Linked DNA regions of Sus scrofa: region 2 is linked to region 1. The links are chromatin contacts, called in public Hi-C maps. All regions are on one chromosome and are shown on one strand. Each heading gives the region's core, a stretch centred on a gene start, on an enhancer-like site or on the middle of the called end of the contact. The rest is flanking DNA. Distances are from core to core; before and after follow the strand shown. Region 1 holds the start of KCNA3 (potassium voltage-gated channel subfamily A member 3). Region 2 has its middle 27 kb from the start of KCNA2.

Region 1 (4,505 bases), core at 790-3,289:
AAGGGAGAATGAAGAGTGCTTTCCACTTCTTCGTGTCCTTTCCTTGATGAATGGTCTGGAAATGTATAAAACAAGGGCATACACAGACCAAGGGGGCACGGTCCACACAATACCGAGCACAGCATGTCACTTGTTTTATATGTTAAACATCGGTGAATATCTTTTTGATGTTGACACAGGAGTTGGGATTATTGTTCGTGGTGCAAGTGGCCGTGGAATTGCCCGTTTTGAAGGGGGTCTGGGGGAAAGCGCTATGGTTCATACCCCCCTCTTCGATCACCATATACTCCGACTTACTCAGAGTGGAGTTACTCCTCGCTTTCCGGAGCTCCTCGGCTGAAGAGGAGAGGTGCTGGCAACTTCCCACGTGCATGTACTGGGCTTGCTCTTCCCCTTCCGTCTCCCGGTGATAGAAGTAATTGAAGTTGGAGACGATCACAGGGACTGGCAAAGCAATGGTCAAGACACCAGCGATGGCACAGAGTGACCCTACAATCTTGCCCCCTATGGTCACCGGGTGCATGTCACCGTAGCCTACCGTTGTCATGGTTACCACAGCCCACCAGAAGGCATCCGGGATACTGCTAAAACCTGAAGTGGGGTCGTCTGCCTCAGCAAAGTAGACCGCGCTGGAGAAAAGGATGACGCCGATGAAGAGGAAGAAGATGAGCAGCCCCAACTCCCGCATGGAAGCCTTCAGCGTCTGGCCCAGGATCTGCAGCCCCTTGGAGTGGCGCGAGAGCTTGAAGATGCGGAAGACCCGCACCAGCCGGATGACCCTCAGGATGGCCAGGGACATGGCTTGCTGTCCATTGCCCTGTCGCTCGGCCAGCTCGGTGCCCAGAGTGATGAAATACGGGATGATGGCCACGATGTCTATCAGGTTCATGATATTTCGCGAGAAGGTGGCTTTGCTGGGGCAGGCGAAGAACCGCACCAGCAGCTCAAAGGAGAACCAGATGATGCACAGGGTCTCCACCACGAAGAAGGGATCCGAGAAGCTGGAGTTCCCCGCGGGGGCCCCCGACGTGCTGTTGCTGCCCCCCTCAAACAGCTCCTGCGACGGCGAGGCGGTGTAGTACTTCTCGTCGCGGAACTCGGGCAGCGTCTCCAGGCAGAAGATGACGATGGAGATGAGGATGACGAGCACCGACACGATGGCGATGCCCCGGGCGGGTCCGGAGCTCTCCGGGTACTCGAAGAGCAGCCACACCTGGCGCTGGAAATCGCGGCGGGGCAGGGGCCGCTCCTCCTCCCGCAGGAAGCCCTCGTCCTCGCGGAACTTCTCCATGGCCTCCTCGCCCAGCTGGTAGAAGCGGATCTCCTCGGAGAAGATGTCGATGGGCACATTGACCGGCCGGCGGATGCGCCCCCCGGACTGATAGTAGTAGAGGATGGCGTCGAAGCTGGGCCGGTTGCGGTCGAAGAAGTACTCGTTGCGGAGCGGGTCGAAGTACCTCATGCGCCGCTTGGGGTCGCCCAGCAGCGTCTCCGGGAACTGGCAGAGGGTCTTGAGCTGCGTCTCGAAGCGCAGCCCGGAGATATTGATGACCACGCGCTCCCCGCAGCAGTCCTGCTCCCCGGCGGCCGGCAGCGCGGGCGGCAGCGGCTCGTAGCGGTCGCAGCCGCCGCCACCGCCGCAGCCGCCCTGAGGCGGGTCCCCGCCGCCGTCGGCGGCCTCAGGCTCCAGCAGGTGGTCCCCAGGCACCACCGTCATGTCGGGCGGCAGCTCGGGGCCCGCGGCGGGCTCGGCGTAGCCGGGGTTCACCAGCGTGTGGGCGTCGCCACCACCACCGCCGCCGCCGCCGCCGCCACCGCCGCGGCTCGCCGGGTGCTGCGGAGGGTGGGCGCGGTGGCGGGTTGAGGGCGGCGGCGGCGGCGAGCGCAGGAGGCTGAGGTGCTCGTCCATGCGGCGGGGAAGAGGCGGCGGCGCGGGACCAGCTCGCTCCTCCTCGCGCTCCCCGCCCCTTCGCCGCCTCCGCCCCTTGGCGAGCCCGCCGCCTGTTGCTGCGGCTGCAGCCGCCGCGAGGCTGGGTCTGAGTCTGGCGCGGGCCGGCGGGATGCTCCAAAGAGACGCCTCCTCAGCCCTCCCCGCCCTCCTCCTCCCTCCTCCTCCCTCCCTCCTCCCTCCTCCTCCCTCCCTCCTCCCTCCTCCTCCCTCCTCCTCTCCCCCGCGCCCTCCCCTCCGCCCTCTCCCCCCGCGGGCCGCGCTCCCGCCCCTCCGCGTCCCCTCCGGATTCCCGCCCACCGCACGGGCGCGCGCCCGGCTCCCAGGTAGCCGCTCGCCTCTGCCCCTCGCCGCCGCCCTCCCCGCCCCTCTGGGTCACCCTAGTGCCCCCATTTTGCATTTAAGGGTCCCCGCAGAGCCCGCACCCAGCCGAAGCGGCCCCGCCCCCCCGAGGCCGCGTCCGGGTCGCGAGCCTTCTCGATCGGCTCTGGGCTGCTTTGCAGCCCGCAGGCGCCGGCCTCCTCGCCCCGCACGCTCCACCTGGACCCGCCGCGGGAGCGGGGCTCCACAGGGCCCGGGTGGCCTAAGGCGGAGGCCTGCGAGGAGGGAGGACTTGGACGCGCTGTAGGACCGCAGCGCTTCTGACGGAAGGGGTGGCAAGCCAGGTGGGCGATCTGGGGAAAAGGCGAACCGGGTGCCAGCACCTTGTGCTCACTTGAGGGTGAAACACCGCCAGGATGGGAGGGCTGTAAATAATTGAACTCCTGTTTGGGTGAGAAGCCCAGCAGAATAATGTGGCTGCTGATGAGACTCGCACCCAGAGTCAGAAGAAGACGGTCATTAAAGACATTCAGAGACTTCGCTTCTACGGTGAATAGGTCTTACTACCTTTCATAGCTGAGGCTTCAGCCATTAGGAAGAATCAAGGACCAAGTTTCTGGTTAGATTAGTCGAGGGCAGCCCTGTCGGGGGGTGGGGGGAATAAGAGGAACATGAAAAAGGAAATTCACATCTTAAGTCTGTGATGGGACAGGAGCCAGACCGGTATTCTCTGATGTCCCAAGGCCGGCCTTGCCTCGTTGGAGAGAATTTGCCACTCTCTGGTTGTGAAACAGGGAGAACCCTCATTCTGCAGCTTGGAGCTCTTGCTTGATTTTGGCCTGGAGATAATGACTTACAGTTATCCCCTTTGAACAAAGTATTTCTTCAAAATGTTGCGGTCACTTTGAACATAATTTCTCTTTCCAGACGTTTTAGCAATGCCGTGTAGAGTCAACCCTAGGCTTAAAAAATGTGTTTTCCATTGTAGCATTCAAATCATTTTACAAAAGGGGGACTGTTGTATAGACAACTCCCTCACCAGTCATACTTTAGCTGACAATTTGACTTGAAGTGAGAGTGATTTGTGGCCACTGCTTCCACTCCCAACTCTCAGGTTCTCTAGGGCAGAGCCAGATCTTATCCAATTTATATTCCTAGCAATTCCCAACAAGCCTGATAAATAGTAGGAACTCAGTATACCCGTTTGTTGAATCAGATGCCCCAACAAGTGATTCTTTGTATTTCTATCTGCTCTGGAGTGTCTGCATTTCTTTTTTCTGAGCCCAGGACTGCTGAGATGCCTGGGATGAGCGGTGAAGAGAAACTGAGCTCCTGGTACAGTCCATTACTCTGTCGTTCCACAGGCTTTCCACCTCTGTCTCTTCTGGATACAACAGGGACTGGTGTCCTTTGATCGTGTACTTCTCCCCCAGGTCAGTGGCAGGCACTGCAGGCAGTGGATGGTAAAAGTGGACAACCATGTAAAATACTCTCTCACAAAAGAGAACACTGTATTTGAGCTGATAATGAGGGTAGCAGTCGCATCAATCATTCATATGTTTAAATCTAAGAATAAGACAGACGGCTTGCTGCAAGCGTGGCTCGTAGAAAGGCAAAGACCCTATTTTTAAAGACCAAATGTTTCATGCACTTCTACGTCTGACCTAGAAAGTGATTTATTTCTCCATTTGCAAGAATTAGTACTGAAATTAATATTAATCAATGGCAAGGAAGAGCAGAATGGAGAATGGTCCTGTGATGGATGATCACAAAATTCTCCCTGCTGTGATCTCTCGCTTTCAGAAAAGAGTGTTCCCACCCCTTCGTATATATTCGCCTTGTTTGGAAGACTGCTTGTGAGCCTTAGAATGGCCTTTACGTTATATTTGAGGTCCAGAGAAGTTTAGCAGTTAGTTAAGCTCACATGGCTGGTTAGAGGCAGAGCTGGGCCTAAAGTCTTGGATCGTTTCCCAGCCCAGTGCTCATTCTACTGTATCACACTGTGAAACTCTTATGTTGATCACTGTGAGTGCTTAATAAATACTAGACTTCTAACAGCAGCTTATTTTCTCCTGATTGCCAAGTAGTTTGTTGCAATTCATATTTATTTGAACTGAAAACCACTGCCTTCTGACGGCTAGTCTCTTGTTTATAGGAAATGAGTTGGTGGGCAAATTCCAGCCCTGTTGGACAGCAGAACCCCTTACAGCAAATCAGTGTCAGAAATGGCACTTCA
Region 2 (4,446 bases), core at 1,618-4,117, 36 kb before region 1:
CAGCCTGGATACAGTGCCTGCCACTGGGCATACTCCTTGGGAGCCCTGCTCCCTGCTCTGTTCTGCTGAGGCCTTGTTGTTTTCTAGATGCTGAAGTTAAAGCAGGAGAGGCCTCTAGAAGTCACTGGACGTAGCCCCAGTCTTAGGCCAGCTGTGACGGGTGGCTGGTCTGAGCACAGGCAGCCACAAAGTGACAGAGGCAAAATTAAAATTAATCTAATGTGTGTATTCTCTTACTCTCGCTGCTGCATGAGCTGCCTGTTTGTGCAGATGTTCTGGTTCACAGAAAGCCCTGTTTATGGAGTTCTCATCATGGCTCAGTAGTTAACAAATCCAACTAGGAACCCTGAGGTTGCGGGTTTGATCCCTGGCCTGGATCAGTGGGTTAAGGACCCAGTGTTGCCATAAGCTGTGGTGTAGGTCGCAGATGTGGCTCAGATCATGCGTTGCTGTAGCTCTGGCATAGGTGGGTGGCTACAGCTCCGATTAAACCCCTAGCCTGGGAACCTCCATATGCCATGGGTGTGGCCCTAGGAAAAAAAAAGAAAAGAAAAGAAAAGAAAAGAAAGCCCTGTTTACAAGCCCTTTGTGGCTGCTGAGTTTGCACTACGTATTGGCCATGTGACCTTGGCAAGTGCAGGGCACGTGCTCCAGTCCTCAGTTTCCCCCTCTGTACCATGAACTGGAGTGGTGGGTTCTCAACCCTGTCAGGTGAGCTAGGCCTTGGTAGAAAAGGCTAAGGGACCCCCGGGGGTCGTGGGGGTCTGTGTGGGGAAGTTTCCTGGCTCCATTCCCAGGGGTTCCCCCTGAGCAGCTGTCCATGCACCTGCCGCAATACTGCAGTTCAGCGTGAGATTGTGTTTGGGATGAGGATTCGGCTACTGCAACAATATTAGAATTCATGGTCTCACCCAGCCCTGATTCTGCCTGAGCCCGTAGCCGCTGTGCTGTAAGGCTCGTCCTTGGTGGCGTGTCCCCACCCCCAGGCCCCCATCAACGTGAGTCCCTAAGCACTTGGGGGGGCCCGTCCGCAGCTCCAGGACCTCTCTGCTCAGTGAAAGCGGATGCACTTTGGTGGTGGTTGTGATACGCTCTTAGAAATCTGCTTTTACCACAGTGGTTCGAGGGGCTGAGGGCTCGGCTGCTCCATGGTAACCTCACTGATAAATTACATCCTGAGTCTAGCGAGTGGGGCAGACAGGTCCTGTAGCCAAGGGACAAAGCCCGGAGCTGTTCTTTGTCACCTGGCACCAGCTGGAATCCCTCGTCACTGGCCAGCAGCTGTGAGGCATCACTTGGCCACCAGGAAAGCTTCCCAGCTGGGACCTTTGTGAGAGCCTGTGCCAGACTCCAGCATCTGTGTCAGCTCAGGGGAAAACCCAGCTGCTCAGCGCCGGCCCAGCCCCAGTGGCCACAGGAATGGGCCAGCAGGCAGAACGAGAGTAGAGGACAGGCTGCTTTGCTTTTCTCAGTTTCTGCAGCAGCTCACCAGATCTGCACCTCTCTGTTTCAGAAGGGAAGTTGGCAGGCAGGGCTGGAACCGAAGGAGGCCCCCGTCTTCTGGCAGATGTGGAGCACGGAGGGGGCTGAGCCGGCAGAGTTACTCCTCTGGCCCCCTGCCACCTTTGACTCATCCCCTTTGCTTCTCACCCACTGTGGCTCTGGTCAGCCCTTTGGCTGCACGTGGTATGTCTGGGCGGTGAGCATCAGGCCCTGGGGTGAATCGCTGAGCCTGATGAATCATAGAAAAATCCCCCAAATATTGGGAGTGAAGCACGGGGAGCGAGGGTGGGGCTTTCTTGTTTCATATGTCAGTGAGGTGGATTCTTGGTACCGTGGGCTGTCTTTTTGGAGGGAAGCTTAGCCAAGTGTGGGCCTCACAGCTGCAGGGGGTAGAGGGCTCACCCTGGAGCAGTCCCCACAGGGCTGGGGTGATCAGGACTGTACTGGGGATCACTCCCCTCCATAGTGACAGTCAACACTGGGGAGAGGGGCCAGGATTCCTTCACATAACCCGAGGCAAACCTTAGCAGCCAAAGAAGTGACGTTGGGATCCATTCATGGACAAGTCATGCAGGGACCAAGGAGCTGCCCTTGCTCTTCATGGCACAGTGCAGCAGGGAGAGTAGGGCTCAGCTCCAAGCCATGGATTTGGGGAGTCACCAAAGCAGGGGGGATTGTGTCGGGGGCCAGCAAGGCAAAGGTCCGGCCGATCAACCAAGAGGAGATGCTTCAAAAGGTTGGGATATTTAGTCTAGAGTAGAGGGAGGGAGAAGAGTATTTGGGAATCCCTGGTGCTCCCAGTGGCAGAACTGAGGCCAGTGTTGGAACACACAGGAAAAAAATTCTAATTCTCTGATCATTTGGAGTCAATGAATCTCAATAGTTAAGACCTTGGGCTCTAGAGTTACATGGGCACCACTAGGAACCTGCTCACGGGTGTGGTTATGAGACCAACTGGGTGTTGACCTGCACTGGGATTTTAAAAAATTGTATCAATAGCCAAAACAAACTGGGAAATTATGCTTACAAACCTATAATTATAACCTCTTTCGAAAAACCTGAAGGTCTGATGACACAGGTTCATATTCTCTCATGGAACATGAGATGGACTTTTCCTCTCCATCCCTCCCTCCTTCCTCCCTCCCTCCCTTCCTTCCTTCCTTCCTTCCTTCCTTCCTTCTTTCCTTCCTTCCTTCCTTCCTTCCTTCCCTCCTTCATTTTATAAGATTCCTAACCCACTGAGCGAGGCCAGGGATCAAACCCACATCCTCATGGCCCCTTTGTCGGGTTCTTAATCTGCCGAGCCACAATGGGAACTCCCCTCCACCTTTCTTACACCTGCATGGTTTCACTACTCCCCAGGAAGCGATTGTCATCCGCTAGCCTGTTCTACACAAGCACTCTGATACTTGGCTTGACCGCTTTTAAACTATTGTGACTTAGGCAAGCACATCACTTCTCTAAACCACAGCTTCTTTACATGAATCTGAGAATTATAACAGTACTTGCCCGGGAGAGTTAGGGAGCCCCCGTGAACCACTGGCCCAGAGCGCCCACGGCAGGCAATGAGGGGATGGGAGCTGCCATGGAACTGTGCAGCAGTGCAGGGCGGTCTCACAAAGCTCGGGGTGAGGCGTGTAACTTATACCCACTGCGAAGGCTGTTGTGTGTTCAGTGAGGTGGGGGTCCCCCCACCACTTCCTTTCCTGCTGCGGGGTTACTTTGCCCTCCCTGGCAGCACTTCCTCCCTTGGTGGCTGGCATGGGCTCCTCAGTCAGCTCTGCAGGCAGCCGACCCTACTGCCATCCCTTGGCTCTGTGGGAGAGCCTTAGTACGATGGCACCTGCCTGGGCCCTGGCTCTTCCCCTGGGTAGGGCCTGGGTGGTGTGGGTGCCCTTCAGGGGGTTTGGACCCTGCCTGATGAAAGGCGCTTTGGTGGCTGGTTCCCTCGGGGCTCTGAGATGTCCGTCCCCTACTGGAGCATCATGGAGTAACCAAGAGACTTGGTTCTGTATTGCCAGCCTCTGTGTGTGTTTCCTTCCTCTGGTAGTTAGGAATACAAGTCAGTTTTATGGACCTGGGATGCTGAGCAAGGAGCAAACACATCCTTCTCAGGAGCTATTAGAGGAGAGGAAGCAGGATCTGGTACAGGGGAAGAAGGTCCCTGGACAGAAGCTTGGGGAGAGAGAAGAGTCCTCTGGAGGTCACGGGAAGGCAGCCTGTTGGGATCAGAGGATAGTGGCTCAGGTGACACGGGTGCCAAGGACTCGCAGGGGAAGTGGGGTGGACTGAACAAGCTGGGGAACTCATGCTCTGAATCTGCTTCCCTCGCTGGGTCTCCCCTCCTCCGTTCTCCATCCCCCCTCCTCTTTGGCACTCGCTGTAGCCCCGAACCTGCATATTGCTACAGCCAGAGAGCAACTGTCAGTAACCTGTCCACTTGCCTCAGCTCTGGGTGGTGTTTCATGTGCTTGTAGTTCCCTTCTAGCTGCCTGGAAAGAACGGAGCAGTAGGAGGTGGAGGCTGATGCTGGTCCAGAGTCCGGCCTCGTATGGAATCGTTAGACCAAGCCCTGACTTGGAAGGCTGACTTATCCAGATGTCGAGGCTCAACTCTCCTGTGCTTGAGCTAACTGGTCTCCTTGGAGAAGCTTTTCAGCCTTAGCCCTCTGGGCCCCTGTCCTGGGGGTGTGGTCCCTCATTCAGCCTTGGCCTTTGCAATGGGCCTCTGTGGCTGCTGAATATCATCCTAAGCCATGTCTGATGGCCTCTGGCTTGGATCTGGGAAGCTGGAAAGTCATTCAGACAGTCAGTCTAAATTACATGTTCGGTCTGAGAGAGTTTCATGTACTTCAGAGCATGACCTCCTTCGGATATTTACTTGCTGTTCCCCTGTTCTCTCAAATTAATAATTGATTAAATCCTGTTGTGACATTCGGAGCTT

The links. A called contact is a pair of places that touch in the nucleus more often than the background predicts.
Region 2: a contact with region 1 is called in a Hi-C map of retroperitoneal adipose tissue, with 1.7 times the contacts expected there. The contact joins the enhancer-like site here to the promoter of KCNA3 in region 1. A contact is called at or near these places in 1 of 5 promoter capture datasets (liver) and 14 of 47 Hi-C or Micro-C datasets (alveolar macrophages, blood, embryonic fibroblasts and 5 more).

What each region holds. Positions count from the first base shown.
Region 1 is chr4:109,492,754-109,497,258 of Sscrofa11.1, reverse strand. It overlaps KCNA3 (potassium voltage-gated channel subfamily A member 3), which reads right to left and starts at 2,039. Exons shown (of 1, transcript XM_021090046.1): 1 at 1-2,039. The coding sequence starts at 1,909. The coding sequence ends at 143.
Region 2 is chr4:109,529,207-109,533,652 of Sscrofa11.1, reverse strand. No RefSeq gene overlaps it. Among named protein-coding and RNA genes, the nearest start is that of KCNA2, 27 kb to the left of the region's middle. Within about 2 kb of position 2,867, at least 13 of the 83 cell types and tissues checked have an H3K27ac peak or open chromatin away from gene starts, as enhancers often do. A contact at or near this core is called in embryonic fibroblasts and retroperitoneal adipose tissue, where this site is marked.